Linked DNA regions of Mus musculus: regions 2, 3, 4, 5, 6 and 7 are each linked to region 1. A link is a contact called in public Hi-C, HiChIP or PLAC-seq and promoter capture Hi-C data. All regions are on one chromosome and are shown on one strand. Each heading gives the region's core, a stretch centred on a gene start, on an enhancer-like site or on the middle of the called end of the contact. The rest is flanking DNA. Distances are from core to core; before and after follow the strand shown.

What was found. Promoter capture Hi-C pulls out the DNA fragments that hold promoters and counts their contacts. Hi-C and Micro-C count contacts between places; a contact is called where the count stands out from the background. HiChIP or PLAC-seq counts read pairs in DNA pulled down with a chosen protein or histone mark.
Region 2: an H3K4me3 HiChIP or PLAC-seq map of pro-B cells shows a contact between it and region 1, with 10 times the contacts expected there. The contact joins the enhancer-like site here to the promoter of Cd24a in region 1. A contact is called at or near these places in 24 of 39 promoter capture datasets (the 3T3-L1 cell line, 3T3-L1-derived adipocytes, the C10 cell line and 13 more), 4 of 15 datasets of contacts at CTCF or cohesin (the NIH/3T3 cell line, embryonic stem cells, large pre-B cells and 1 more), 36 of 484 Hi-C or Micro-C datasets (the 3T3-L1 cell line, B cells, the Ba/F3 cell line and 23 more), 33 of 115 datasets of contacts at active chromatin or transcription factors (the 230-238 cell line, the NIH/3T3 cell line, the SCID.adh cell line and 22 more) and 4 of 9 other capture datasets (adipose tissue, embryonic stem cells, liver and 1 more).
Region 3: an H3K4me3 HiChIP or PLAC-seq map of bone marrow-derived macrophages shows a contact between it and region 1, with 4 times the contacts expected there. The contact joins the enhancer-like site here to the promoter of Cd24a in region 1. A contact is called at or near these places in 7 of 39 promoter capture datasets (cranial neural crest, embryonic stem cells, hippocampal neurons and 2 more), 1 of 484 Hi-C or Micro-C datasets (bone marrow-derived macrophages), 13 of 115 datasets of contacts at active chromatin or transcription factors (the 230-238 cell line, DN3 thymocytes, the SCID.adh cell line and 7 more) and 4 of 9 other capture datasets (adipose tissue, embryonic stem cells, liver and 1 more).
Region 4: an HNF4G HiChIP or PLAC-seq map of pancreatic cancer cells shows a contact between it and region 1. The contact joins the enhancer-like site here to the promoter of Cd24a in region 1. A contact is called at or near these places in 7 of 39 promoter capture datasets (the C10 cell line, cranial neural crest, embryonic stem cells and 3 more), 5 of 15 datasets of contacts at CTCF or cohesin (the NIH/3T3 cell line, embryonic stem cells, large pre-B cells and 2 more), 27 of 484 Hi-C or Micro-C datasets (B cells, LSK cells, centroblasts and 14 more), 22 of 115 datasets of contacts at active chromatin or transcription factors (DN3 thymocytes, T-cell acute lymphoblastic leukemia, bone marrow-derived macrophages and 15 more) and 3 of 9 other capture datasets (adipose tissue, embryonic stem cells and liver).
Region 5: a Hi-C map of pre-B cells shows a contact between it and region 1, with 5 times the contacts expected there. The contact joins the promoter of Pdss2 here to the promoter of Cd24a in region 1. A contact is called at or near these places in 1 of 39 promoter capture datasets (pre-B cells), 6 of 484 Hi-C or Micro-C datasets (double positive thymocytes, embryonic stem cells, muscle stem cells and 1 more) and 1 of 115 datasets of contacts at active chromatin or transcription factors (pancreatic cancer cells).
Region 6: a contact with region 1 is called in a promoter capture Hi-C map of liver, with 8 times the contacts expected there. The contact joins the enhancer-like site here to the promoter of Cd24a in region 1. A contact is called at or near these places in 28 of 39 promoter capture datasets (the 3T3-L1 cell line, 3T3-L1-derived adipocytes, the C10 cell line and 16 more), 5 of 15 datasets of contacts at CTCF or cohesin (the NIH/3T3 cell line, large pre-B cells, pro-B cells and 1 more), 102 of 484 Hi-C or Micro-C datasets (3T3-L1-derived adipocytes, the AML12 cell line, the AtT-20 cell line and 62 more), 39 of 115 datasets of contacts at active chromatin or transcription factors (the 230-238 cell line, the HPC-7 cell line, the SCID.adh cell line and 27 more) and 4 of 9 other capture datasets (adipose tissue, embryonic stem cells, liver and 1 more).
Region 7: an HNF4G HiChIP or PLAC-seq map of pancreatic cancer cells shows a contact between it and region 1. The contact joins the enhancer-like site here to the promoter of Cd24a in region 1. A contact is called at or near these places in 9 of 39 promoter capture datasets (3T3-L1-derived adipocytes, the C10 cell line, the HPC-7 cell line and 6 more), 1 of 15 datasets of contacts at CTCF or cohesin (large pre-B cells), 1 of 484 Hi-C or Micro-C datasets (bone marrow-derived macrophages), 15 of 115 datasets of contacts at active chromatin or transcription factors (double positive thymocytes, embryonic basal ganglia, embryonic forebrain and 10 more) and 3 of 9 other capture datasets (adipose tissue, embryonic stem cells and pancreatic islet).

The regions. Positions count from the first base shown.
Region 1 is chr10:43,577,050-43,580,840 of GRCm38.p6, reverse strand. It overlaps Cd24a (CD24a antigen), which reads right to left and starts at 1,672. Exons shown (of 2, transcript NM_009846.2): 1 at 1,519-1,672. The coding sequence starts at 1,587.
Region 2 is chr10:43,952,826-43,956,570 of GRCm38.p6, reverse strand. All of the region lies in intron 21 of Crybg1 (crystallin beta-gamma domain containing 1), which reads left to right. Among named protein-coding and RNA genes, the nearest start is that of Gm40636, 14 kb to the left of the region's middle. Within about 2 kb of position 2,455, at least 14 of the 459 cell types and tissues checked have an H3K27ac peak or open chromatin away from gene starts, as enhancers often do. A contact at or near this core is called in B cells and pro-B cells, where this site is marked.
Region 3 is chr10:44,028,188-44,031,582 of GRCm38.p6, reverse strand. The region is part of intron 2 of Crybg1 (crystallin beta-gamma domain containing 1); the gene reads left to right. Among named protein-coding and RNA genes, the nearest start is that of Gm40636, 62 kb to the right of the region's middle. Within about 2 kb of position 1,817, at least 45 of the 459 cell types and tissues checked have an H3K27ac peak or open chromatin away from gene starts, as enhancers often do. A contact at or near this core is called in DN3 thymocytes and bone marrow-derived macrophages, where this site is marked.
Region 4 is chr10:43,996,826-44,000,136 of GRCm38.p6, reverse strand. Crybg1 (crystallin beta-gamma domain containing 1) reads left to right here. Exons shown (of 22, transcript NM_001368305.1): 4 at 790-3,085. Among named protein-coding and RNA genes, the nearest start is that of Gm40636, 30 kb to the right of the region's middle. Within about 2 kb of position 1,491, at least 80 of the 459 cell types and tissues checked have an H3K27ac peak or open chromatin away from gene starts, as enhancers often do. A contact at or near this core is called in DN3 thymocytes, the NIH/3T3 cell line, bone marrow-derived macrophages and 4 more, where this site is marked.
Region 5 is chr10:43,220,061-43,223,689 of GRCm38.p6, reverse strand. It overlaps Pdss2 (prenyl (solanesyl) diphosphate synthase, subunit 2), which reads right to left and starts at 2,204. Exons shown (of 8, transcript NM_027772.2): 1 at 1,630-2,204. The coding sequence starts at 1,928.
Region 6 is chr10:43,926,834-43,930,203 of GRCm38.p6, reverse strand. Rtn4ip1 (reticulon 4 interacting protein 1) reads right to left here. Exons shown (of 9, transcript NM_130892.5): 6 at 1,745-1,881. Among named protein-coding and RNA genes, the nearest start is that of Rtn4ip1, 27 kb to the right of the region's middle. Within about 2 kb of position 1,378, at least 17 of the 459 cell types and tissues checked have an H3K27ac peak or open chromatin away from gene starts, as enhancers often do. A contact at or near this core is called in the CH12 cell line, liver, muscle stem cells and 2 more, where this site is marked.
Region 7 is chr10:43,975,347-43,978,887 of GRCm38.p6, reverse strand. Crybg1 (crystallin beta-gamma domain containing 1) reads left to right here. Exons shown (of 22, transcript NM_001368305.1): 10 at 2,055-2,090. The region is part of intron 3 of Gm40636 (a long non-coding RNA gene); the gene reads right to left. Among named protein-coding and RNA genes, the nearest start is that of Gm40636, 8.8 kb to the right of the region's middle. Within about 2 kb of position 1,332, at least 53 of the 459 cell types and tissues checked have an H3K27ac peak or open chromatin away from gene starts, as enhancers often do. A contact at or near this core is called in adipose tissue, pancreatic cancer cells and trophoblast stem cells, where this site is marked.

The DNA.
Region 1 (3,791 bases), core at 423-2,922:
AGAGAGGGCGACGTGGCACCCAGCAAAGAATCTAGCCACACGTACTTTCGGCGGCCCCTTGATAAGCCCTCCCACATCAGCACCTTTTGTTCTACAGGCGTAAGGTCATTAACCAAATATTGACTGAAGAAATGTGCAAATTGTGTCCAAAGTAGATTAGCCACACCTGATCCAGTCAATTATACTTACTGGGTGCCTACTGTGTGTAAGAGAGCTTGTCCTATCGGGAAGTGGCATTCACACAAAAAGGAAAACATTAATATGCTAAGTTGTTTAAAACAGGGAGCCTGTCTTAGGGGTACCGGAAAGTAACCGCTCTTCATTTATACAAAGAGCTTTTAGTACAGCAGGTGACAAAAAAACTAAATAATAATAATAATGATGATGAAAAAGGAGCCCAATGTTCAGTCTGAGTCTAGAGGTCCTCTCTAACACCATCAACAAAATTTTACGTTAATTATTAAATTGGCATTAAACAGTTTTTCTCCACCAATCTCCCTTGATTTGTTTAACCAACACCTCCCTCTCAACATTTCGGGGGGGGGGGGCGCCCTGGGGAGAAGGGAATCTGAGTGAGACCAACCAGTTTCACGATGCCCAGCCCCTCCTAGATGGGGGATCGGGTGAACTGAGAAAGGCCCCGGGGCACAGTCAACCCGCAGCGAGAAGACAATGGGGTATAGTTACCCTGCCTGAGAAGGGGAAGACGAAGCGCGCCTCAAGCTCTTGGGCTGCTCTCCCAGGTGAGCCCGGACCCTGGATCTCTAGGGACCAAAAATCCGGCGCTCCCAACTTTTCAGGGGCAAAAAGCCCTAGGGACATCCCTAAGCGAACCAACCGCAGTGAAAAGCTACAGTCGGATTCTCTGAGTCCCGTCCCAGTCTCTCAGGCTCAGCTCCAGGTCTCATTCTGGGCGCGGCGCCTTCACCCTAACGCAGCTAGAGCAGCGCCACCCATGGCGTTGGGGGGCAAGATCTGTACCCGGGACAAATCTAAGAGAGGAAGCGTCTGTGGACTAGGACAAAGCCTGACGGAGAATCGGGACACTACAGTCCTGCCCTCCGTCTCTATAATGCCCGGGGATTCTAGGTTGGGATGGGGCTCCTAAGGTGGCCAGGGATGGAGGTGTGGGGTCGCACCGCGAGAGTTTGTGCAGTCGGGAGGTCCCTAACTAAGCTTCAAGACCTGTGGGAGATAAAGCCACAACCAGGGCTTCCTGGGTGATCTCCAAACCAGTTTGGACGGTGGAGGATGGGCGTGTGCCACGCTCCCCCGAAGGGGACCGTTCCCTCTCTTTGTGTGGTTCGCAGGGAGCGCGAAGACCTTCCGTGAGAAGGGAAGGGGGCGCTCTCTCGAGGGAATCCACACCACGAGTTCCCCAAGTCAGTTACACAAAATTCTCCCCCTACCCCAGTGCCTGGCCGGAGGCAAAGACTTTGCCCCTCCTACGCGCGCGCGAACACACACACACAAGCCCCAGGACGCGTCTCCAGTGCCCAATCGAGAACAGGGTCTCACCTGCGTGGGTAGGAGCAGTGCCAGAAGCAGCAACCCCAGCCCTAGCCTGGCCACCATCGCTCTGCCCATGTCCGCTCCGTCGGCGCGCGGCGCGACTCTCTAGATGTTCGGTAAGTGGAGATCTGCTAAGCTCGCGCGGGCGCAGGCAAGGTGGGGAGCGCGGCCGGCCGGCGGGACCTTATATACCGGGACAGCCACAATAGCCGTGACGTGCGGCGCCCGCCCACCCGTGCTCTCCTCCTCCCCCGCCGCCTCCCCGCCCCCACCCCCACCCTCCTGTGCGGCTCTCACGGCCCCTCCCCCGCCGCCTGCACCGGCCCGGGGTGACTTGGGATGTCCCGGGGCGGCCAGCGCGGCAGGTGGGCGGGCGCCCCGGGCTCTGGCACAGCTAGGGTTTCCCCGGGCAGGCTGCATGCACAGGCGCAGGCGACTCCCACACGGGACCTGGGGCGAGCACACGAACCACACACGCCGGCCGGCCCAAGTTTCCTTTGTTTCCCCGGCCCTGCCATCTTACCCCCCAACACGAAAAGTCGAAGCCGCGGGCGCCGCGCAGACTGCGCGGAGCTCAGGGCTGGTTTTTGTCAAGTGCCGGCTGCAAGGGGGAACGGGACAGGCTTGGCAGGTCCCCGGGCCGTGGTGCGCGGGGTTGGCGAGGAGGAGACCGGGCGTCGCCACGCACTGTCCCTTGGCGGCTGCACGGCAGGGATCGCCAGGATCCCGGGCCCCAGCCGTGAGTATGCTCGGCTGGGCGGCCGCCCCTGGCTGCTTGCTTTGTGTTTTGAGTTCCTCTAGTGCTGCATCAAGCATCGCGCACCCGGCCATACCCGGGAGCATCCAACCGGACCTAGGCAACAGCCAGCTGCGCTCGGCCACGGGGCGGGACATTGCGAGGGACTGGGTTTCGGTCCCAGTATTCTCCACGTTTCTGGGGACGTGCTTGTTCTGCCTCTGTGGCACAGTACTTGCTCAGCGTTCGAACGCTTTCTTATTCAAGCCATTTCCACCCATAGTTGCCTTTAAGTAATTTGACAAACCGATTCAGAAAGATTAGTCATCCGTCTGTACATTTTAGTGGAATCTTTCTTTCGACCTTCTTTTGTGAAAACTTCAAAGCAAACTTTAAAACAACTTAGTGGTAGAATATTTTCTAATCTTTAATCACAGGGTTTAGGACCTTCCTATTTAAAGTTTAGCCCACGTGTTTTACAGACCTTAAAGCAAAACAAAGCAAACCTAGCAACGGTGGAAATTTGTTTAAATTTCAATTTTTGCAGAACAGCCTCGTAAAAACAAAGTTTTATGGCAGCAAGCTGACAATGGACTCCACAGTCGTTGGTTTGTGGCTGCCTGAGCCTTACCAAGTCAGCCACAACCGCTCAGTAACTTTCCACGTGTGAGGTGTGCTTGGGCGCACAGGAATTTTTGTATAGCGCCAGTGAACTTTCTGTTTAACAGTTAGCACACTGTATAGAAAGGTCGTTCTGTGCCCAGCAACGGCGGCGCTCCTCTCCCAGGGTGGCGCAAGGACTGACTCAATAGCGCCTAACCCCAAGGGCGCCGTCTTCAGAGTTTCTTCAGGACAACAGGCTATGGGGCTACTCCTGGAGTTATTCCTGGCTTCCATTTGGTTTGGGGGTTTTGTTTTGTTTTGTGCCCTAGGCTTGTTTTTTCTGCCCCTCAGTTCTCCATTCTTGCCCCTCCTTCCTCCAACTTGATCTCTCTCCCCTCCCTCTCGGTATTAGTTTAAGGAAATGTGTTGGTGCCGTAGTTAACAACACAGCCTCTGGAGCCAGGTATCGGCCCAAATGCTATGAGACATTCTTTTTTTTTTTTTTTTTTTTTTTTTTTCTTTTTTACTTTGGACAAAAAGCTGGGGCTGCTTCTTCTGTAAAACGCAGGTGATGGTGACACTGTAACCGATGTGTTATTAAGCAATTAATGTACACCAGCTGTGATAGTGCATGCCTGGAAACCAAGCTCTAAGAAGGCACAGGCGGGAAGATCACTCACTGCAAGTTCCAGGCCAGCCTGGTCTACATGAGCAAGTTCCAGGCTATCCAAGGTTACGAAGCAAGGCCCTATCTCAAAAGCAAACACAAAAGACTGCTGTGTCTGTTGCGCGCTCCAGTGCCTAGCTCTTAGCTCTCTCCCTTGGCATTTGCTCCTTGGCTGGAGGGAACAGGAAACAGAAAGCAGTTACCTTCCCCGTTTACCTCTCTGTGTGATTTGAAAGAAACAGCGAGCTGAGCCGCAGGCTCGCTCCTATGTGG
Region 2 (3,745 bases), core at 1,206-3,705, 370 kb before region 1:
TCAAGGTCTAACGTCTGCTAAGCAAGTGCGCACTGAGCTATATCCTCAGTCCTATTTGTATAGTAGTGTTAGGCTGTGATCTCATTTGGTCAGTGTACTTGGTAATGTACACACAGGTAGTTTTTCATTGAAAAACCTTGAGTTCTAGAAGGAATTATAGTGTATTAGGGTTCTCTAGTTACAGAACTTATAGAATGATTCTTTCTATATATTTAGAAAGGGTGTTTATTAGAATAACTTAGAATGTGGTCAGCTTATCCAACAATGGCTGCCTATGAATGGAAAATCTAAGAACACAATAGTTTAGTCCCATCTGAGTGGGAAATTTTTGTCTAACTATATGTTTTAGTTGGTATTTAGAATATACTGGAATCCTGAAGAAGGAGGCTCCGATGCCAGTGAAGGAATGGGCTTGCCATCGAGAGCTAGAGGCAGCAGGCAAAGAGGGAGGCTTCCTTCTTCCATGGCCTTATACAGTAGTGGCTCTCGACCTTCCCAATGCTGCAACCCTTTTACACAGTTCCTCATGTTGTGGTGACCCCTGACCATAAAATTGTTTTATTTGCTACTTCACAACTGTAATTTTCCTACTGCTATGAACTGTAGTGTAAGTACATGGTCTTGGGTGACCCCTATGAAAGGGTCGGTCATAACCCACAGGTTGAGAACCACTCTTATATAGGCTTCCAGCAGGTGTGGCCCAGATTGTAGGTGGCTCTTCCCACCTCAAAAGATCTGGAGTAAAGGTGTGGCTTCCAACCTCGAAGACTGGATCAGAAGTGGGTGTTCCCACTTCAAATGACTTAATTAAGGAAAATACCCTCAAAGGTGTGTGCAGCCATTTTTGGGTTTTAGCTAATTCCAGATGTGGTCACCATGACAACCAGAATAGCTGTCACGGCACCCGAGGGCTGCTGCTGCACGCTGGTGAGGTTTCAGTGAGGCTTCTCTACAGAGAGTGCTTGGGAAGGAAAGCTGGTCCTGCAGTCAGTCTCTCAGGTATGGATGGGTGTGTTAAAACACAGATTAGTGGCACCAGCATTAGAGTTCCTCCTGATCTAGGCGGTCTGGAGGTGGCTCCCAAACGTGGTTGTCTAACAAGTTCCTAGGTGTTGCTGGGGGTGATGGTTCAAGAATCTTACCACATTTAAAACACATTTGAAAAAGCCCACCCACCCAGTATTTGGGAACACAGTGGTCGGGCACTGTTGCTGTTTGCAAGTAAATGAAGGGAAGCTTAGTCGTGGTACTGGAATAAGTTATCATTTATTTGTTCGTTATAGTCACTTTATGTTTATTTTGGGTCACTCTAGTCTAGGCTGCCCTTTAACTCTGGGCAGCTCACCTACCTCAGCATCCTAAATTCTGAAATTATAGGCCTATCCTCTGCCACACCTAGGTGCCTTCAGTGGTTAACACCCTGGCTATTCCCCAACAGGAGAGGATGTACCAGTGGGCTGGTGGTCGTCAGGGGCCACAGCATGCCACCTATGCACTGAGAACAAGGAAGTCAGTGCAAAGAAACCGTGACAGCTCGGTCCTTAAGACACTCTGGACATGGGAAACAGGGCACTGGTAGCTACACAGGAAGCAGCCCTGCTTTACAGTCCTGGTGGTCCCGGTCGGTAGGCGGCCAACCCACTCAGTAGTGAGAGGAAACACAAAGCCCGAGGAGCTAGAGGGTGCTCAGAGAGGCAGAATGAAGGAAGGGAGAGAGGGAGGGAGGGAGGGAGGGAGGGAGGGAGGGAGGGAGGGAGGGAGGCAGGCAAATGCAGACAGCATCAAAAATTAAGTGATGTGACTATAGGCTTCATAGAAACCAAGCTCTTCGCATAAAAGGCAAGTGGAAGCTTGGGTGTGGGAAATGGACAGCTAGAGGTAGCCTCCCTCCCTCCCTCCTTCCTTCCCTCCCTCCCTGTGTCTATAGTCATACAGAGGCCCAGCTCACAGACAGCTCCAAGTGTGAACCATTTGAGAAGCACTGACCCCGGCAGGCCTTTATTCCTATAGGATCATTCATGCTGCCAGCATCGTGTGGTTTTGAGACTTCCTTGTGCTGGTGAAGGCAGACTTGGATCTATCCCTAGCCTCACCTTCCCTAAGAATGAGCCCCAGAAAAATTTAACTAAGTTGGAAAGATAAGGTATTGAGTAAATGTGTGTTGGGGGAAGGGGATAACAATATTTAGTTCCCCGATGCAGCTGAACAAACCTTGTGTTTCTAAGCTCACTGTGGTCCTTAGGGCACTCATTTAATTTTTGTCTTCACTATGTGCCAGGCTGTTAGACACTGGGTACCAAAGTGAAGAAAATGGCTGTCTCTGCTATCTATGGGACTCTTTAGAGCCCCACCCTCTGGAGTGAAGGTGCTAGCCTGTAGGTTTGTGGGTTCTCTGTGGCTTCTGCCATGTGAAGCAGCAACTTTCTTGTGCCCCTGAATTTAGGTTTCTCAGAATGTGGGGAAACAGTGCCACCTTCTGGACAAGAGCAGGCTGCATGGCCAGCACCCTAGCAAGAAAAGCATGGGCCCAGCTCTCTGCTCTTCTGTGGTTTTCCTTTGTTAGGCTAAGTCTTATCAAGTCTTTCCTCTTGCCTTGTATGTGGGGAGTGAGTTGTTTTAGTGAATGCTGGCATAGGACTCCAGACCAGGTATCCTATGACAACAGCGGAAGCCGACTCATGATACCAACGCCTGGTAGGGCAAATCAAACTACTATGTAAGACACAGACACTAAACACTAGCCAACAGAGAAAAGGTAGCTCCAGGCAATTAACCCGATGCTGGTCTTAACTCTGTAACGTTTCTGCTTCAGCCACACCAGACAGCGTCTTTTTAGTATAAGCTGCCATTTAATGGAACAGTAGTGATTTATTCTAATTAGGATGTAAACTTTCTTTCAAATTATACCTCCTCAGTCCAATGTGCCAAGAACTCAAATATACCTGTAACAACAGAACTGCTCTCAGACAGATGGGTGGGGATGGGTGCTACCTCAGAATGCACAGGTGACAGGTGTGTCAGGACTACTGGCAGTGGTAGCCTGAGACCTAGCCTTCAGGGAAGGAAGCTTAAAGAAAAGTAACCTCTCCTACCTGTCTCTAAACACATGGCAGGATTCTTCACTTTAAGTATTCACCCATCCCTCACTGTCTTCTGTATTGGTCAGTAGAAATGTCTCCTAAAAGAAAAAAAATGTTCTAAATTCTTTTCAAATGTAAAACAATTATTCAGATTGCTACTCAAGAACTTTGTGATGCTAACAACACTAAACACAGGAAGCGTGTAAAGGCACCAGATGCTCAAGAATGAAAAGACAGCGTCCTTAAGATTGGAGTCTGTTGTCTTTATAAAAAAAAATAAAATTAGGTGTATCAATGTGCCTGAGTGTTTTATGCACATGTATGTCTGTGCACTTGAATGTCTGGTGTCCTCCAAGGTCCAAAAAGAACTCTGGATTCCATGGCATCAATTGTTGGTGGTTTTGAGCTACCATATTGGTGCTGGGAGTCTAACCCAGGACCTCTGCAAGAACAAGACGTGTGCTAAGTGCCACACCACGTCTCCAGCTGAGGCCTGTGTGTCTTGGTGTTGGGCAGGACTTGCTGGGGCTGAAAGCGAGGCTTGCAAGCTTTTCCTGGTTCTGTGCACTGCACTGCACCCTGCTCTGGAGAACTGTGGTGCTGGCTAACACCAAGCCAGATTCTTAAACAGGAGATGATTTCCTTCGATGGCTACTTTCTCAGCC
Region 3 (3,395 bases), core at 568-3,067, 450 kb before region 1:
TCAGGACCTTCGGAAGAGCAGTGAGTGCTCTTAGTCTCTGACTCATCTCTCCAGCCTGAGTATTTTATATTAAGAGAAATTTGGATGCTACTGTTGAGTGAAAGTTAAATTTATTAGGACTCTGACAATCTAAATCCTGAAGAGAATAGTTAAAAAAGCTGGCCAGCCTCAGACGATGCCCTGTGGAATCTGATGGGACTCTGGCAGCATCCTTGACAGTCTCTGTGTCTGCAGACCCCATGTTGATCTCCGATGATATAGTTCTCAACTCCAACTCATCCTCAGAGAGGACCAGAGGTAGAGCCTGGCTCTCTCCTGCTCCTGTAGGTTCTTCTGCAGATCTGGCCTCCTCCTCCCCTCTGTCTTTTGTGGATCTACCCACTAGTTCCATTTAGATGGTCCATTGTGCTTCCTATTGGCACCAGACACAGAGATCCTGGAAGGAGATCAAAGAGAAGGAAGGAAGTGAGGCTTAGACCTTCTTTCTTCTAGATCCTCTCCAGTAGGCAGGCATTGCAGGCCGCCTGTGTCTCTCAGTCCCTGCCAGCATCTCCTCCTCACATCTGTCTGTGGGTCCCTGTCTCAGGAGCAACTCCCTCCTTGCCCGTCGGGGCTGTTCTAGTCTTGGATCAGGACACTGCTCTTAGGGCCTCTGTGCCCACCATTGCCCCCATCTCCATTTCTGTCTTTTCTTTCTTGCAGGGCTTCTCTAATGCTCATTCTCTTTGTATGTGCTTTGCTAAGCAAGCCAGACTTGAGGATTTTTCACTGTAAAACAATGCCGTGAAATGAATGCATCCGTTCTGTAACTTTCTGGAGCGCTCACTGGGTATTTGGGACTCCTGTTGCAAGACTGTGAGGCTCTGAGAACACAGAGTGAAGGGAGACGGTAACATCCATGCTCTCAGGACAGGATGCTCCAGGGGGGAAATGAAAGTAAAGATACACACATTTTAATCTAGTGAGCTAGAGACAGGAAATTGGATGAATAATGTACCAGAGAAAGGGGGTAGAGATGACTATGAGGAAGTATTATCCTAACAGGTGGTGGAGTCACAGGAGGCTTCTCTAAGGTGACAGGTAAAAAATATGTGGTAGTCTGGAAAGGGCAGTCTGGAAAAACTGCGTGTGTAGAACAGTCTGAAGGGACTCTGACTGAAGCAAGGACTAGCTAGTGCTGAGAGATCATAGGACAATGGGTGAGGGGATTGTGGCAGCCATGTTGGCCACTTCTCAGAACCATCCGTGTCACGAGGGAGAAAGGGTTGCTCAAGTACACCTAACCTTTCCTCTTCCTGGGTGGCTTCATAAGAGTCCTGTAGCCCCAGGTTATTGAATGCTTAAAGAGGACTGACTCAATACTGCAGCATGGAACTGTACTGTCAAGAAACCCCAAGGATATCCAAGGCTCCATAAAGCTGACATTACAATGGAGATGAGAGTGAGGATAGAAAGAGATGGGCTAAGCAAGGAGGCCCTGACAGAAGGGACAAGATGAAAGGGACCCAAAGCAGAGGTGGTTTCTGCAGAGCCGGAGGTTAGAACTGATGGAAGGGAGGACTGGCTGGCCAGCCTCAGACTTAGTGACTGCCCTTGGACAAGTCCCTCGTCTTCTGTCTACTTGCACCTTGTCTGCAAGCCTGCTTCGATTTCCTATTGCTGTAATAAAACACTATAGCCAAGGCAGCTTAGGGAAGGAAGGGCTGATTGGGGCTTGCAGTCCATCACCAGCCAGGGAAGCTGAGCAGTGGCAGGCATAGCAGCTGGAGCCTGGAACTGAGAGCTGAGAGCTGAGAGCATGTATCTCCAACCACAAACAGGAAGCAGAGAGAGCCAAGTGGAGATGGGTGGCTTTTGAAACCTCAGATCCTACCCTCAGTGATATACTTCCTCCAGCAAGGCCACACATTCTAAACTGGCTGTGGTGATTTAAATGAGATTGACTGCCACAGGCTCATATACGTGCATGCTTCGTCCTCAGTTGAGTCAAGAAAGGAATTTGGATCCCTTCTTCCTCTAGCTCTCTCTCTCTCTCTCTCTCTTTCTCTCTCTCTCTGTCTCCCCTTCCCCCTCTCTCCCTCTCCCTCTCTATCTCTCTCTCTCCTTCCCCCCTCCCTCCCCTCCCTCTCTCCTTCCCCCCAGCTACTCCTCCAGCAACATGCCTTCCTGTCTGCCACCAGACTCCCCACCATAATGATAATGGACCAACCCTATGAAACTAGAAGCAAACCCCCAATTAAATGCTTTCCTTTATAAGAGTTGTCTTGGTCATGGTGTCTCTTCACAGCAATAGAACACTACAACACTGCCAAACAGTGCCACCAACTGGGGAACAGGTATTCAAGTGCCCTACGCTATGGGAAACCACTATAAAAAACAAGATAATACAATAATATGCTCCTCTTTCAATTCAACGAATTTAGCTCTAGGAAATGCTTACCAAAATTCGTGAGTCATAGTTGACTTAACACTCATGGTTACAGTTTATAAAAATAAGATATAAATATATAAAATATGTATCACGTGCTATCCCCGGAGATTCCCAGGCATTCAAGAGCACCTGTCCTGTAACACGGAAAACAAAAGATAGCAGGTAACATTCCACCTGCTGAGTCCTCCTCCACCCCTCACCGCTCACTGTGGTCCTCCCTGAGACCATCCTTTCCCACCTCTCTCCCCATACTTCCTTGTACTACAAGTCATCTTGTGCTTGGAAACAGGTTCCTTCTTGATTTTTCCAGAGCATCGCATAAAAATATGATTGTATAAGCACAATAGACTTTTGCTGAGAGCCTGGCACTGCAGGCAACCAACCTGCCGAGAACTGCACTTGTAGCTGCTGCTGAGAAGATGGCTTCTGCCATCCCACACACTAGAAGACTCTCACTGATCTTGTCCTCTCACCATTTCTAAAGTCCGCTTTCAAAATCCAAATCTATATGTTCTTGCCTTCCTAAAGATCCCTATTTCTTATTCAGACAAAACCTATTTTTAAAAAATCTGCTCAAGGGGCATCTCATTTTGGTTATCTATTTCCTAAAATGTGCCAGACATTAGAAGCTATTTTCTTCTTTGTAGCATAATCAGATTCTTGGTGAGAGCCCTTTAAGTGGAGGAGAACAGTATAGATTTATGAATGATTCTGGGTGTGCTACTCCATACTCAGCCCAGACTCCTACAAAAATGAAAACTATCGCTGTCTTACTGCAAAGAATAAAATTTTCCTTTTTGTTAGTAAAGAAAACACCTGGAGTGTTCCTGAGTGGAGAAAGACTGGGTGTTTATTTTAATCAAGAAAGCAAGAAGCTGGGAGACAGAACTGCCAACTTCCGAAAAGACAGTGGGGACGCCGGGCATGGTGACGCTTGCTGCTAACCCAGCACTGAGGAGGGGGT
Region 4 (3,311 bases), core at 242-2,741, 420 kb before region 1:
AATTCCAAGGAAGTCAGTCTTAGGACCCTGGAAGTTATAATGTTAACTCATCCTTTTGTCTTAGCAAAAGGCAAGCAGCCAAGCAAGCCCTATGAACACTGCCATTTTCATTCTAGTAAAATATTTATGCATATGAAACCACTGGGAATAAGGCAGAATGCTGATGAGCAGCAGGTTTAGGAAAGATTTAAAAACACTTTCCATGTTCAGAGGGACAGCTCAGTGGATACAGTGTGAGGACCTGAGACCCATAGAAAAGGTGGTCATGGGAATGAGTGTCTCTAATCCCAGCATTCCCGTAGTGAGATGGAAGATGGAGCCAAGAAAAGCTTGGCAGCTCCCAGACCTGACAACTTGGGTGTGCAGTGCTGAACATCGAGAGACTGTCTCAGCAAAGTCGAACCTTGACACCCATGGTTGTCCTCTGACTTCACACATGCATGCATGCATGCATAAATACATACTGCGCATTTAAAATATGGGAAGGCATTAAGTATTTAAATTTGTTCCTTATACCTTGTAATGTCTGCCAGTTCAGTGCCACTCACTGTGAATGAATATGAATACTTGGTAAATTAATAGTTTCTTAGATTTATAGTCTCATCTGTCATATGTAGGTAAGATACTTTATATTAAAAATATGTGCTAGTGTTTGTAGGATTGTTTAGGAAGTTTCATGGGAAAGCAGATACACACCAGGGGATGCGGACTTTGTGGTCTCTTTGGCAGCTGGTTTGTATGTCGACTTAACACCAGGCTGCTAACTGCCCTGTTGCTTTGTCCTTGCAGCCCCGCCAGACCCAAACATGTGGAACTAAATCTGAAAACTCCGAAGAATCCTGACAGTTTGGGAAATGAGCACAACTCATTTAGCCAGCCAGTTCATAAGGGGAACACAGCCAACAAAATCTCCTTATTTGAAAACAAGCGGGCTAACAGTAGCCCCCGCCACCCCGACGTCCGTAACACAAGGAACAATCCTCCCTCTAGTAAGACATTTGTTGGGAGGGCGAAGCTGAACTTAGCCAAAAAGGCCAAAGAAATGGAGCAACCCGAAAAGAAAGCTGTGTCAACCAGCCACCAGAATGGCCTGGTGGTCAAAGAGCCATCTGCAGAAGGGAAAGGCACAGCAGTCCCTGTCCCCAGAGAAGAGATTCGTCCAGCCACCAGAGGAGGGGAAGGAGAGTCCACCAAGGATCAGGTCCTCCGCCCTGAGCCTGAGCAAAGTGATAAGCTGGATGTACAAACAGACACTGCCTATCCTTCCCACCCAGGGCCCACTGCTCTGGTTCCTGTGAAGGACTCTGAGCTCTCAGGAGAGGGCCAGCCAGAGGCTGCTGACAGCAAAGGCCCCGTCCTTAACAACACAAGTGATGTTGCACAGGACATCGCTGCCATTTGTGATGCCAGAGAGGCTCCCCCAAAGCCACAGGATGCATTTTCTGACTCACAGCCAGCTTCAGCGGCTGAGTCAGCTAGGGAGTCATCTCTCCCGCCTTCTGCACCCATTTCTGTGGACGCTCCCCAAGATGGCTGTGTTCAAGTTCCCATATGCAGTGTTCCCTGCACTGCTCTAGAAGTGTCAGAAAACCACAATGGGTGTGTTTCGCCAGTCTCTCCTCACACTGAGAAAACTCCCATCTCCAAACCTGGAGTGGGAGAAGCCAGTCCCCCTTCCACTCCAGAGCACAGCCCAGAAACTATGGGGAAAGACTGTCCCTCCAAAGTCCTCGTCCAGGTCCGGTCCTTTGTGCTTCCCGTGGAGAATCCTCAGGATGTGAGCTCTCAGGTCATCTCAGAGAGCTCTGAAGTTAGAGAGGCACAGCTGCCAAGCTGTCACAGTAATGAGCCTGAAGTGGTGTCTGTCACCACTTGTGTTCCGCAGCACGAGGATGCACCAGACACATCACCCAAGGACATCCATCACAGAGAAGGACATGTGGCACAGTCTCGACCACACATCACACAGTCAGGACCTGAGAAGGCTCCGCCCATCCAGAGCAGCAGTGGGATGCCCCAGACAGCGGAGTTCATCCTCACCCACTCTCCCAGCAGCAGAAGTCATGCAGAAGGCCCCCAAAGGCCAGGTCAAGATGCGACCAGCCCACTTACCCCTACCAGGCTTTTGAACATTTCTGCTGGTAGTGACAATAGTGTCTTGGATTCTTCTTCTGATATGGAAAAATTCACTGAAATTATTAAAAAGATGGACAGTGCAGTATGTGTGCCCCAGAAAAAGAAGAAGGCCCGGGTCCCAAACTCTCCAGCCCCTCACTTCGCTATGCCTCCCATTCACGAGGACAGTTTGGAAAAGGTGTTTGATCCCAACGTGTTCACCATTGGTTTAGGGAAGAAGAAGGAAAGCCTGGCAGAGGTGTCACCAGCTTTGCACTTGTTGCAGAACCACGACCCCATATCCAAACTGAGAGCCAAGCGTGCATCCACCGAGCAGAGCATCGTCTTCAAGTCCTTGCACACTAACAGTAATGGGAAGAGCGAGCCACAGACCACTTCAGAAGCAAGTGACAAGGAGAACAGGGACATCAACAGCGGCGGCGTTAAGAGGTCACGGCTAGAAAACAGCACGCTTTTCTCAAGCATGCTTTCTTCTCTGCCACAAGACAAAGTCTTTTCTCCCTCCGTGACGTCAGTCAACACAATGAGCACATCTTTTAGCACTTCTCAGAACAGCTCCGTATCTCAGTCATCAGTGGTACAGCCCAGGAAGGAGGGTGGCCTGCCCTGTGGCTCAGACAAAGAACAGCCACACCTTGCACCCCACAACTCCTTAAAGGTCTTCAATTTCAATTCATCAAATACATCTCGTCTGGGTTCCAGCCACATGGAAAAGTACCCACAAAAAGAGGGAAGCAAGGAAGATGTGAATTCTCAGGGCAACCTACAATTGCCAGAAAACAACCTTTCAGACTTACCCAAACTGAAGAACAGCGATGGCGTGGAAGGTATTCTGAAGTCAAACCTGCCGAATGTTGGGAGCGTGGACGCGGACTTCCTGGGCCTTTTCAAAGCAAGCCGGTATGACCCAGGCCATTCCTTTTCTGGAATGTCCTTATCAGACTCTATGGTAAGTACTAATTCTTATTTAGATGGGATGTTTCTAAACCTAGAGGCAGTGAGGGGCTCAGGTTGTATTTTTACAGGGGTTGTACATGTGCAATAAGTTTCTATTTGTTTACCATGTACCTTTTGTTTTGTTTTGAGACAGGGTTTCTTTGTGTAGCTCTGGCTGTCCTGGATTTAGTTGTGTAGACCTGGCTGGCCTTGAATTCACAGAGATCCACCTGCCTCTG
Region 5 (3,629 bases), core at 955-3,454, 360 kb after region 1:
CAGCCTGTTTCCACATTGCACCCTAATACTTGGGCTACAAAACCCACTTGCACACACTTTCTTGGCAACCAGCTTTTTTGTCAGTACTTGGAATCTAAACTCAGGCCCTCAAGCTTGCACAGTAGGCAATTTAATGACTGAGACATCTCTTCAGCTCCACCAAATAGAGCTTTATGGTTATGGATATATCACAGTTTGATCAACCATTGACCAATAAATGACGTTTGAGTTGGTCAGGTTGGGGCTATCCCAAATACCCACGCTGAGTATCATTCTCTTAATTATCAACATTTTGCTGTCAAGACTTTGGCAAATTTACAGCCAACTTTCAACACTATAAACACCCCTGTATAGATTCTGATATAGACAAGGTGTTTTTTTTTTAATTATTTCTTTAGGATAAATGTTTATGAGTATGATGGTAAGATGTATAATTTAATCTTATTTAATTTAATCTTATAAGAAATTTCCATTTTCCAGATTGGCCATACTGATTTACATACATGCCAAATTTAGTTTTTCTGTTTCTTCACCAGGATGTCCTTCTGTAAATCTGTATTTCATTCCTCTTAACTTTGTGACAGATCTCATAGTAATGTAAATCTGCAATTCTCCTATGGCTAGTGGTTTTGAACATTCATAAGCCCACCTGCCATCTTTTTGTCCAGCTCTTGTTTGCTTTTTCACTTTTGAGTTTGAGAAGGAGTTTCTTGTTTAGCACTGAATTTGCTGGTTTAGCTAGACGAAATGTCCATCACACTGCAGAGATCTCCAGTTTTCACATCCTCAGTACTGGTATGAAAAACCTCCACTTTTGTTGCTGGCGATCCAAACCAGGTTGTAGGACTTGTTCAACAAGTACTTTGGCAAAGACATCTCCCCTAATCCTCTTTGTACTAGTTTTATTCTCATAACTTTTCTGTGTGCTTGAAATAAACTACGAAACATGAGGTATGAGTTGTTTTTTAAGTGATAAATTTTTTTTTAAACCCTAGTGACAAGTTTAACACTAGTCTGGCATTAAGTGGTAAAAGCGTCAGAGGAAACTGACTTCAATCTAGATAGTCCAATACCTGGATATTTGGGGGTTTTTTTGTTTGTTTGTTTTTTGAAACAGGGTTTCTCTGTGTAGCCCTGGCTGTCCTCGAACTCAGAAATCCGCCTGCCTCTGCCTCCCAAGTGCTGGGATTAAAGGCGTGCGCCACCACTGCCCGGAGCTGTCTATTCTGCCTGTCTCTCTTGTCTTAATCTTTCTGTAGGTAAACAGCTTAACTTGCTCTGTAGACCAGGCTGGCCTTGAACTCAGAGATCGCACTGCCTTTGCCTCCCAAGCTCTGGGATTAAAGGCATGCACCACCATTGCCCGGCTCTATTCCATTTTTAAAATACCACTTCTTGACTGTGACTAAATAAGTATACATCTCTGATACCTTGACAAGCCATGAAGCATCTGCATCTCTAAAAGTGAAGAGAAACTGTAAAACACGTTCAAGTTTTTCTTTTACGAAAACCATTTATCCTGGGCCAAGTAGAAGAATGTTAAAGGGACACCAAAGAATACCTTAAAAGTTCAAAAGAAAGTTAGAATCAAGGAACTGGCCAGACCCAGAGTTACCATGGGTCGCTCACCTGGCAGTGGTAAGCAGAGGGTGTCCCGTCCCCACCAGCTTCCGCACCTGCATGGCGATATTGCTGAGCTCGTCGCTCAGCAGGCAGCGCAGGCTCATGAAGGATGCGGGGTAGCCCACGATCTTCTCCGCCTCGGACACCACCTGGTTCCAATGGGCCGGTGACCTGGAGGAGCGCCCGCGCCAGGAGCCCGCCGAGGAGATGCTGTCGAGGGATCTGAAGTACCACCAGTGGCGACTGGGGGGACCTGAAGCCCCGAGGTAACCGGACAAGCGCAACAGCAGCTGCCGGAGGCTCATAGTTTTGAGTCTGAGAGGGTCGGGGACCTGAGGAAGGTGGCCAGAAATGACACGGGAAGCAAACAAGGGCTGAGGAGAAACTTTCAGAATCTAACAGGAGACGGCGATTCCAAACCCTCAGAGAAGTATGGCTTTCTGGAGCCGTAACCAGGAATAACGTTTGCTGCTTCTGCAGCGCAGACTGGCGTAACCCCAGCGGCTGCTCAGAACTGCACTGGATACCTGCGCTGGTAACCACAGCCAGTGCCTACATGGGGGGCGCCATGTTGGAGGCATGAAATGCGGCCTGCCGTAAAGATAGGGGCGGGCTGATGAGCGGCAAAGAGTGCTCTTTACTTTACGGCACAGCTGGGACCTCCCCACTAAGGGGCGGACCCTCAGTGATGACCGGAAGGCGAGAGATGGAAGGGAGCCTGTGCCCCAGGACGTCGGTGTCCGCCCTTTGGCACCCCGCTAGCCCTGGATCTAGGCGCTCTCGGGGTCTCTGCAGCGTTTCTCCCGGCCCAACGCAGAGTGAAGCTTATGTAAATAAATGTCTGTATCGTGGGTCCGCGGCGAGATCGTAGGCCCGTGGCGCAGGCTCGTCCGGAAGCCTTTTGCTCCTGGGCGCCTTAGGCCCTTGGTGGGGGCCGCGGACCCGGGAGGGCGGCCCCGCTAGCTGGGCGACGACGTCTCCTCCGCGGCCCCCCCAGAGCTGGAACGCAAGTGGATCGGTGAGGCTGAGCCCTGCTTCCCTCAGCTTCCTGGCCGAAGTGCCAGGATTTCTGTGAAAAATCCAGAAAATAAGGATGCTGTGAGAATGGAATGAAACGTCGCTTGCTCCGGGACTGAAAATTCACTGGCATGAGTGCATTTCACATATTAGCTCACTTAATCTTTTGTTGAGTTTTAAAGATAATACTATTCCCCGGATTTTAGGGGGGATGGGGGGGAACGGAATGAGGCACAGCCAAATTGTAAGTTGTTATGGTCACATTAAGCAAAATGTGAACCTAGAGGATCTGGTATCTTTTTTTCTCCTCTCCTTTGGGTACTAGGGATAGAGGCCAGGCCTCATGCAGTAATGCTAGGCTAGTGCTCTACTTCGGAACCACATACCCGACCTAACAATTTGGTTATTTGAATACATACTCTTAACCACAACATTAAGTAATATGTTACCAAAAATTCTTTCTCATTGCTAAAGTAAAATTGTCAGTGTGACGACGCTTTCAGTGTTGGATGGAACGTTTTTTTTTTCCCCTAGGCCACAGTGGCCTGAGACTTCTTACTGTGTAGCAAACTGACCTGTAACTTCTTGACCCCATCCACCTCTCAAGTCCTGGGATTACAGACGAGGGCCAGAGGGCCACTCTGCTCTTCGGGTGCCACCTATTCAAGCACGTCTAGCATCTTGCCCTTTCTAATTAGACAAAACAAGTGTTGAAGTCCTTGTTAATCATAAAAAAATTAAAAATTACAAAACCTTAAATTCAATCCCTTGGGAAGAAAAAAGTAACATTAAGATCAGTAATATAAAAATAATAAACGACTTGTTACCTACATTTTACACTCAGGAATGGTTTTTAAAATTCATGTGAGCTTTCAAAATTCATAGTTGGTATTTTTTAAGCTCACATTATGTAAATGAACTAGAAAAACAAAGAGAAATTGTTCACACAAGATGCTTTTAGCCACAGAAGGTTTAGCGGCAAACTCCCT
Region 6 (3,370 bases), core at 129-2,628, 350 kb before region 1:
ATTAGCAGTGACTAAGAAGAGACCACCATCACTAAAGTGATATCTTTTTAGGAAATATTTCTTCAGAGTAGCACACAGAGCTGTGTTTGAGGCAGCCACAGTTGTACCTCCTGCTGGCAGCCAAACTTTATAATGTATAAGAGTCACCCAGGTGGTACTGGTTTTGAAGACATGAAAGGATCATGAGAAGCAGCTGAGGCTTGGCACCATGAAGAGAGATCAGGAAAGGCTATTGGTGAATGTGCAACCCAGTTGCAGCAGAGCCCCCAGCAGTTTGGAGATGCCAGTACCATGGCATGAGCACCAAGAACAGCAGTAGCAGTGGAGTGGATCCTGCCCCAGCTTAGAAGAGGCAAGCTTGTGTGTGCTGCAGAGGGTGGAGCCAAACAAGTGACCCAAGACCCTTGAAGGACCCCAGATGACTTCAACTTGGGCGGGAAGGAAAGGAGGCAGGTTGGAATTTTATGAACTTGAGATTTTAAGAGACTAGGTATTTTTAAAGAGACAACTTTCAAAGTGTTTGAATTTGTAAGGCTGAGACTTTTCAATAGTTGGTAAAACATTTTATATTGTGATATCTTTATTAATGTGATCTTGGGGACAAACAAGAAAGGAAAGGCTTGACAGTGATGTTTGTGTATCAAGCTGACAAGGAGTCAGTTGTGTTGGCTAGTCTTATGTCGACTTTACACAAGCTAGAATAATCAGAGAAGAGGGAAGCTCAACAGAGAAAATCCCTACATAGGATTGGGCTATAGGCGAGCCTGGGGGCATTTTCTTATTAGTGACTGCCTATAAGCACACCCCTCCATAGCCTCTGCCTCCAGGTTCCTGCCCAGTTGGAGTTCCCGTCCTGACTTAACGTCCATGAAAAACAGTGATGTAGTGTAAGCCAAATATGTCCTTTTGTTCTCAAGCCTCTTTGGTCATGGTGTTTCTTCACAGTGACCCTGAATAAGGCAAGCACTAGCTACTAAAACCCCTCCAAATGGAGTGTACACTCTGTGAGGGAGGAAGTATGTCTGGCTCACCAGTGTCCAGTGTCTACAACAGTGCCTGGCAACAACTGAAGCTCCATAAGGACAGAACACACAAGGTGTTAGCTGGCTGCCCGGGAGCACTGCAGAGAGGAGCAACCTGTTTTGTTTCTAACCTTCAAAATTATACTTCTAGTCAGTATGGCTTCTGAAAATGGACTTTAGAAAAGAAAGAAGAAACTCTGAAATTGTAGCCAAATACTTGTGAGCTGTACCTTCAGACAGACCACAGTCAAAAGCAACAGGGCTTGAGAGATTTCCCAGGTCCATCCTATCTGTTACCTTAGGCCAAACCACAGGCTGGCTTTGTGGCATTTGGCGTGCACCACACTGCTCCCTGCCAGCGTTTACTCTTCCACTGTTTCTTTCCTATGTCCTACTGAGCCAAAACACTGGGACTGTTTAGTATAACCATGTGGTTATGTCCTCCTTTCTGTTCTTCCTTAATGACGCCACAGCAGGACCACACGTCCCAATACTGCCTCAGACTTCTGATAAGCCAGCAACAGAATCTGGTTTATCATCCATCAGAGCACGGATAAAAAGTAACTTCCAAAGTACACACTGTGGAACGAATCCAAATGACAAGAATCTTTTGACTCTTCTAGAAGGCTGCAGCGTGACCAGAAGCCGCCAACCGCCCTCAGACCTGCACACTCAACTGTACAGTGCCTCCTTCCCCACAGAAACATTGCTCTACTACTCACAGTTTTAGAGATTTCAATTGCTCTTCCACACTTCCCAACGTGTAATCAATGACCTCATCTGCTCCAAGCTTCCGCACAAGTTCACTGGCATCTTTCGAGCAAACGGCTGTCACATGAGCCCCCCATGCTTTCATTACCTGCCAAGGAGAGGGGGAGAAGAGGGGGAAGAGAAAACATTGCATTTTTAAAAGAAAGCACTGGGCCCGGGTGTACACTTCTCAGTGTAATCTCTAGAGAACTTTTAAGTTCCCCTCTTAACAAGAACTGCAGGATGCTACCTATCAGATACGGTACAAATGTTGTCAAGAAAATCCCACTAGATCTCGTCTTCCACAGGTAAGACAACCTTGCTGTCTTGCAGTTTATGCAGTGCCTCACCAGGATCAGAAAAAACAGGAGAGTTACAAGCTTCAACCTTAGCAGCTTCAATGACAAAGGGCAAACGGCAGAGAAAGGAGAAAGCAAACACTGTCACACAGCCTCAGGAAGTGACTATCTGACAAGCACCCAGAATACAAAGTTGCAACTCCTCTTCATTTGCATAACCAAATGTGTGGAGTCAGACAGCGCATCTGGGGCTGGGATGACAACCAGATTGGCAAAGTGCCTGTGAGACAAGCACGAGGGCCCGAGTTCAGATCCCAGCTCCCAGGTAAAAGGTCAGGCATGGACCGAGTCCGCAGACCCCAGTGCTGGGGAGGCAGAGACAGGAGTCGCCCTGGAGTTCCTCAGCCGGCCAGCACAGCACAATCAATGAGCCTGCCTCAAAGTACAAATGTGAGTGACAGAAGAGACACAGCGCCAGCCTGGCCTCCACATGCACGCACATGCAGATAGATGCACATCCACAAACACACAGTCATCAGCTACCAGACGCTAGATAATTAAGAAAATACAGACATTTTAGCTTTAGAACATGAATTGGGTCCTCTCCCTTAGAGTAAGAAGGTCTAGATAAATGGTCTCTCCGTTTTAAAATGCACATAGCATATTTAAAGATAGACTTAAATAAAAGGATACACAATTCTAATGTTATTCAGCTTTAATTGTCTGAAATTGCCCTCCAAACCTGATATACTTTTTTTCTATAATATCAGCTTCACAGCGCTAACCTTGTTAGCTCTGTGATTTATTTTCAGTCCACTAGCAGGCAAGATGCTTGAAATTTATCAAGAGATTTTGAAATTAATAGTTATGGATCCAAGTAATATGGTGACATACACATGCCATCCCAATACTTTGGGGCATAGTGCCAAAGGAGCAGAAATCCAAGGTTATCCTTAACTATATAGAATGTTCAGGCTCAGCCTACGATGCATGAGATCCTACCTCAAGTCAACAACAACAAAAATCTCTCCCAAGGATTCATATAACTGTAAAATCTGAGGAAACTGAGGAACTGTAACATATAATCTTTGTATCTGTGGGTTGCAGACAGGGCCTCTTGAATAAAGGGATCAGCTGCTTTCAACAGCAAGTCCTGAGTCAAACATGTGAGATGTGAATCTAAAAGCTCACTGAGGCCACCCTTTCCCCAAAACCTATGCAAGACATTTGCTGAGAAAAGGGGATGTGCTAAGACCTGTGGATAGCATAGCTTCTTCTTTAAGGATTAATTTATATTTG
Region 7 (3,541 bases), core at 83-2,582, 400 kb before region 1:
TTACAGGTTCAGACATACAGTCCAGTATCATCAAGGCAGGAGCATGGCAGCATCCAAGCAAGGCAGACAGGCATGGTGCAGACAGAGCTGAGAGCTCTACATCTTCATCTGGAGGCTGCTAGCAGAATACTGGCTTCCAGGCAGCTAGGGTGAGGGTCTTAAAGCAGACTTCCACAGTGACACACCTACTCCAACAGGGCCACACCTTCTGATAGTGCCACTCTCTGTGCCAAGCGTATACAAACCACCACACTCATCCTCCTTACCTGGAGCCTGTGCTTCCAGTTCCTTGCCCCACCCCTACCCCCGTCCCTGGTCCCTGGCTGCTCTGTTGGGATGAAGGTTTAGGTGGGATGAGTCTACCACACTAGGCTCTGATGTGGGCCACTTGATGCTAGGTGCTCACTGAACACCAGGGTGAAGCTTCTGCTATGAACTTGCTTGTGAAAGTCCACACTGCAGTATCTTCAGAGGCAGCCCGAGGAGACAGATTAGAAAGTTAGACACGCCTGATTTGGTTATCTGCAGATCAATGCAGGTGACTTGAGGCCCTTTTTTTTTTTTTTTTTAAATTAAATCCACTTTCAAAGTTCCCAGTTTTATTAGTTTTGGTAATGTATGACAGAGTTATTTCAAGCTTAAAAATCAATGTGATGGATGGTTTTAAAACTGAGGCTTATTGAGCACCTCCCCCCAAAGATTATTTTTTTCTTAAAGATTTTTTATGTATTTTATGTATGCAAGTGCTCTGTTTTCATGCACACCAAAAGAGGGCATTGGATCCCATTACAGATGGTTATGAGCCACCAATGTAGTTAATAGAATTGAACTCAGGACCTCTGGAAGAGCAACCAGTGCTCTTAACCACTGAGCCATTTCTCCAGCCCTCAAAGACTATATTTTAGGCAGGCACTCCCTTGGTTGTATAAGGGCTAGCTTGCTGGTTGAGCTAGCCTATTTATGGTTTCAGTTTATTTGGGCCATTTGAGGATTTTGGCTGCAGCTTTTAAGCTCACAAAAACACATCGAGGGAAATCTCTCAGTTTATCAACCACTGACTTCTGCCTGTTCAGTATTTTTAGGCAACACTCTCCTCTCTAATTCTAGTTTTGTTTTGTTTTTTACTTAAAAACAACAACAACAACCCCACTCTTTTAATACAAAAGTGTAATGATGCCATCTTTTGAGAGGTTTTCACTGTTATCTAATAGTTCTTATTATTTCCTGCTGTGTGAACTTTAACACTTTTGTAGGCTATGGGTTGCTAAGTCAGATGCCTCCCAGGGCCAGGCAGGAAATACAAAGGGCGAGGCTGCTGGGAGTGGAATCAGAGGGAGCAGTGGAATGTGGGCCAAGACCATGGCCTGGGAAGGACCGCCCATGCTGGATTGCCTGGGCAGAAGGTAGAACTCACTTCCTGTGAGATGTTATCAAACCTAAGGGTTATTTAGCGAGAGAAATAAGAGGAAGAAGTCTTAGTAGGTTGGGGCAGGATGATCCCAAGTTTGAGGCTAGCCTGGTCTTCCTGGTGTGTGAGACCCTGTCTCAAAAGAACAAGAAGCACATAGCACTGACTCTTGGGATACAAATTAAAATTGTATAAGAAAATTTCCTAGTTAAAAAACAATACAGAGCAAAATAAACCAAGGGGCCTGGTTGTAGCTCTGGGGTGGAGTGCTTGGCCAGCATTGCAAGGCCCTGGGTCTGACTTCTCTGCACTCAAACAAACAAACAAACAAACAAACAAACAAAACAAAGACAAAGACAAAGACAAAAACAAAAACAAAAACAAAAACAAAAACAAAAACAAAAACAACAGAACAGAACAGAAGCACACAGTAGCTGTGCATGTCCAGTACGTCTCTGCTGTAGATGGTCTTGTGTCCTCATTTCAGTTTGATAATTTTGGCATCATCTTATATAAATTAAAACAAACCATAAAGTAACCAATCACACTGTGTGCTTCACCTACTGTAACTACTGTGATAATACTGAACACTCTCAGTGGAAACTGAGTTTTTTACTATGCTGTTTTTTGTTTTGTTTTGTTTTAGGGTGGCCGTAAAGTTGAATTCCCTACAGATCCAAAGGTAAGAAGGAGAGGGGAGAGAGAGAGAGAGAGAGAGAGAGAGAGAGAGAGAGAGAGAGAGAGAGAGAGAGAGAGAATATAAGTGGGTGTGCATCCAGAAGTGAGGGGGTAGGGAAGAGAGAAATTATTCTGCGATCTTTAAGTATATGATGCTAATGTGACTTCACCACTAAGTCTTCCTCCCACTAAACTTCAGGAAAAGGCTAATGGCACCGGTTATCTTAGCATGGCCTCCAAGGTTCACTGTTCTATTAACTTTACCATTCCTGGTTGGATTTGCTAATTGATGAGCCCATTGCTGGCAACAGAAGAGAGCTTTTAAGCTTTTCAGCTTGTTTGGGGGAGATTGAGCTCAGCCTTTGCCTGCTGAGCTGTGAGTCCAGCTCCATCCCCCAGCTCTTCCTGCAGAGCCATGAGTCCAGCTCCATCCCCCAGCTCTCCCTGCTGAGCCATGAGTCCAGCTCCATCCCCCAGCTCTCCCTGCTGAACCATAAGTCCAGCTCCATCCCCCAGCTCTCCCTGCTGAACCATAAGTCCAGCTCCATCCCCCAGCTCTTCCTGCAGAGCCATGAGTCCAGCTCTATCCCCCAACTCTTTCTGCAGAGCCATGAGTCCAGCTCTATCCCCCAGCTCTCCCTGCTGAACCATAAGTCCAGCTCCATCCCCCAGCTCTTCCTGCAGAGCCATGAGTCCAGCTCTATCCCCCAGCTCTCCCTGCTGAACCATAAGTCCAGCTCCATCCCCCAGCTCTTCCTGCAGAGCCATGAGTCCAGCTCTATCCCCCAGCTCTCCCTGCTGACCCATAAGTCCAGCTCCATCCCCCAGCTCTTCCTGCAAAGCCATGAGTCCAGCTCCATCCCCCAGCTCTCCCTGCACAGCCATGTATCCAGCTTTATCCCCCAGCTCTCCCTACTGAGCCATGAGTCCAGCTCCATCCTGCAGCTAGCTCTCCCTGCTCCAGATGCACCTGTTGCCCCTGTTTCCTACACCTGTCCTATGCACCATGATTTTTTATCATTTTCAAATCAACTTTAGAATACTCTGGCTCTTTAATATCTTTTAAACATTGCCTTTGGAGTGTTCCAAAACCTAATGCTTTTTAACTTTTTAATTTTTAACTAGTAAGTGTTATCATGTAGTTGATTTTTATATATGATTAGAAAATTTTAATTTGTATTCCAGGATTTAGTGCTATTTATTGTTGTTGTTGTTGTTTACATTTGTGTGTGTGTTGGCATATAGGCACATGTGAGTCTGGAGAATTGTACTCAGCCTTTACCTGCTGAGCCATCTTGTTGGTCCTGTTTTTGCTGAGCCAAAGCAGCCTTTATTATGTAGCCCATGGCTGCCGTGGACTTGGAATCTTTCTTCCTCATCCTCTTGAGTCCTGGGATTGTAGGCTATACCACTATGTCCAGCTTGGGGTTTTTTGTTTGTTTTGTTTTTCTGGCT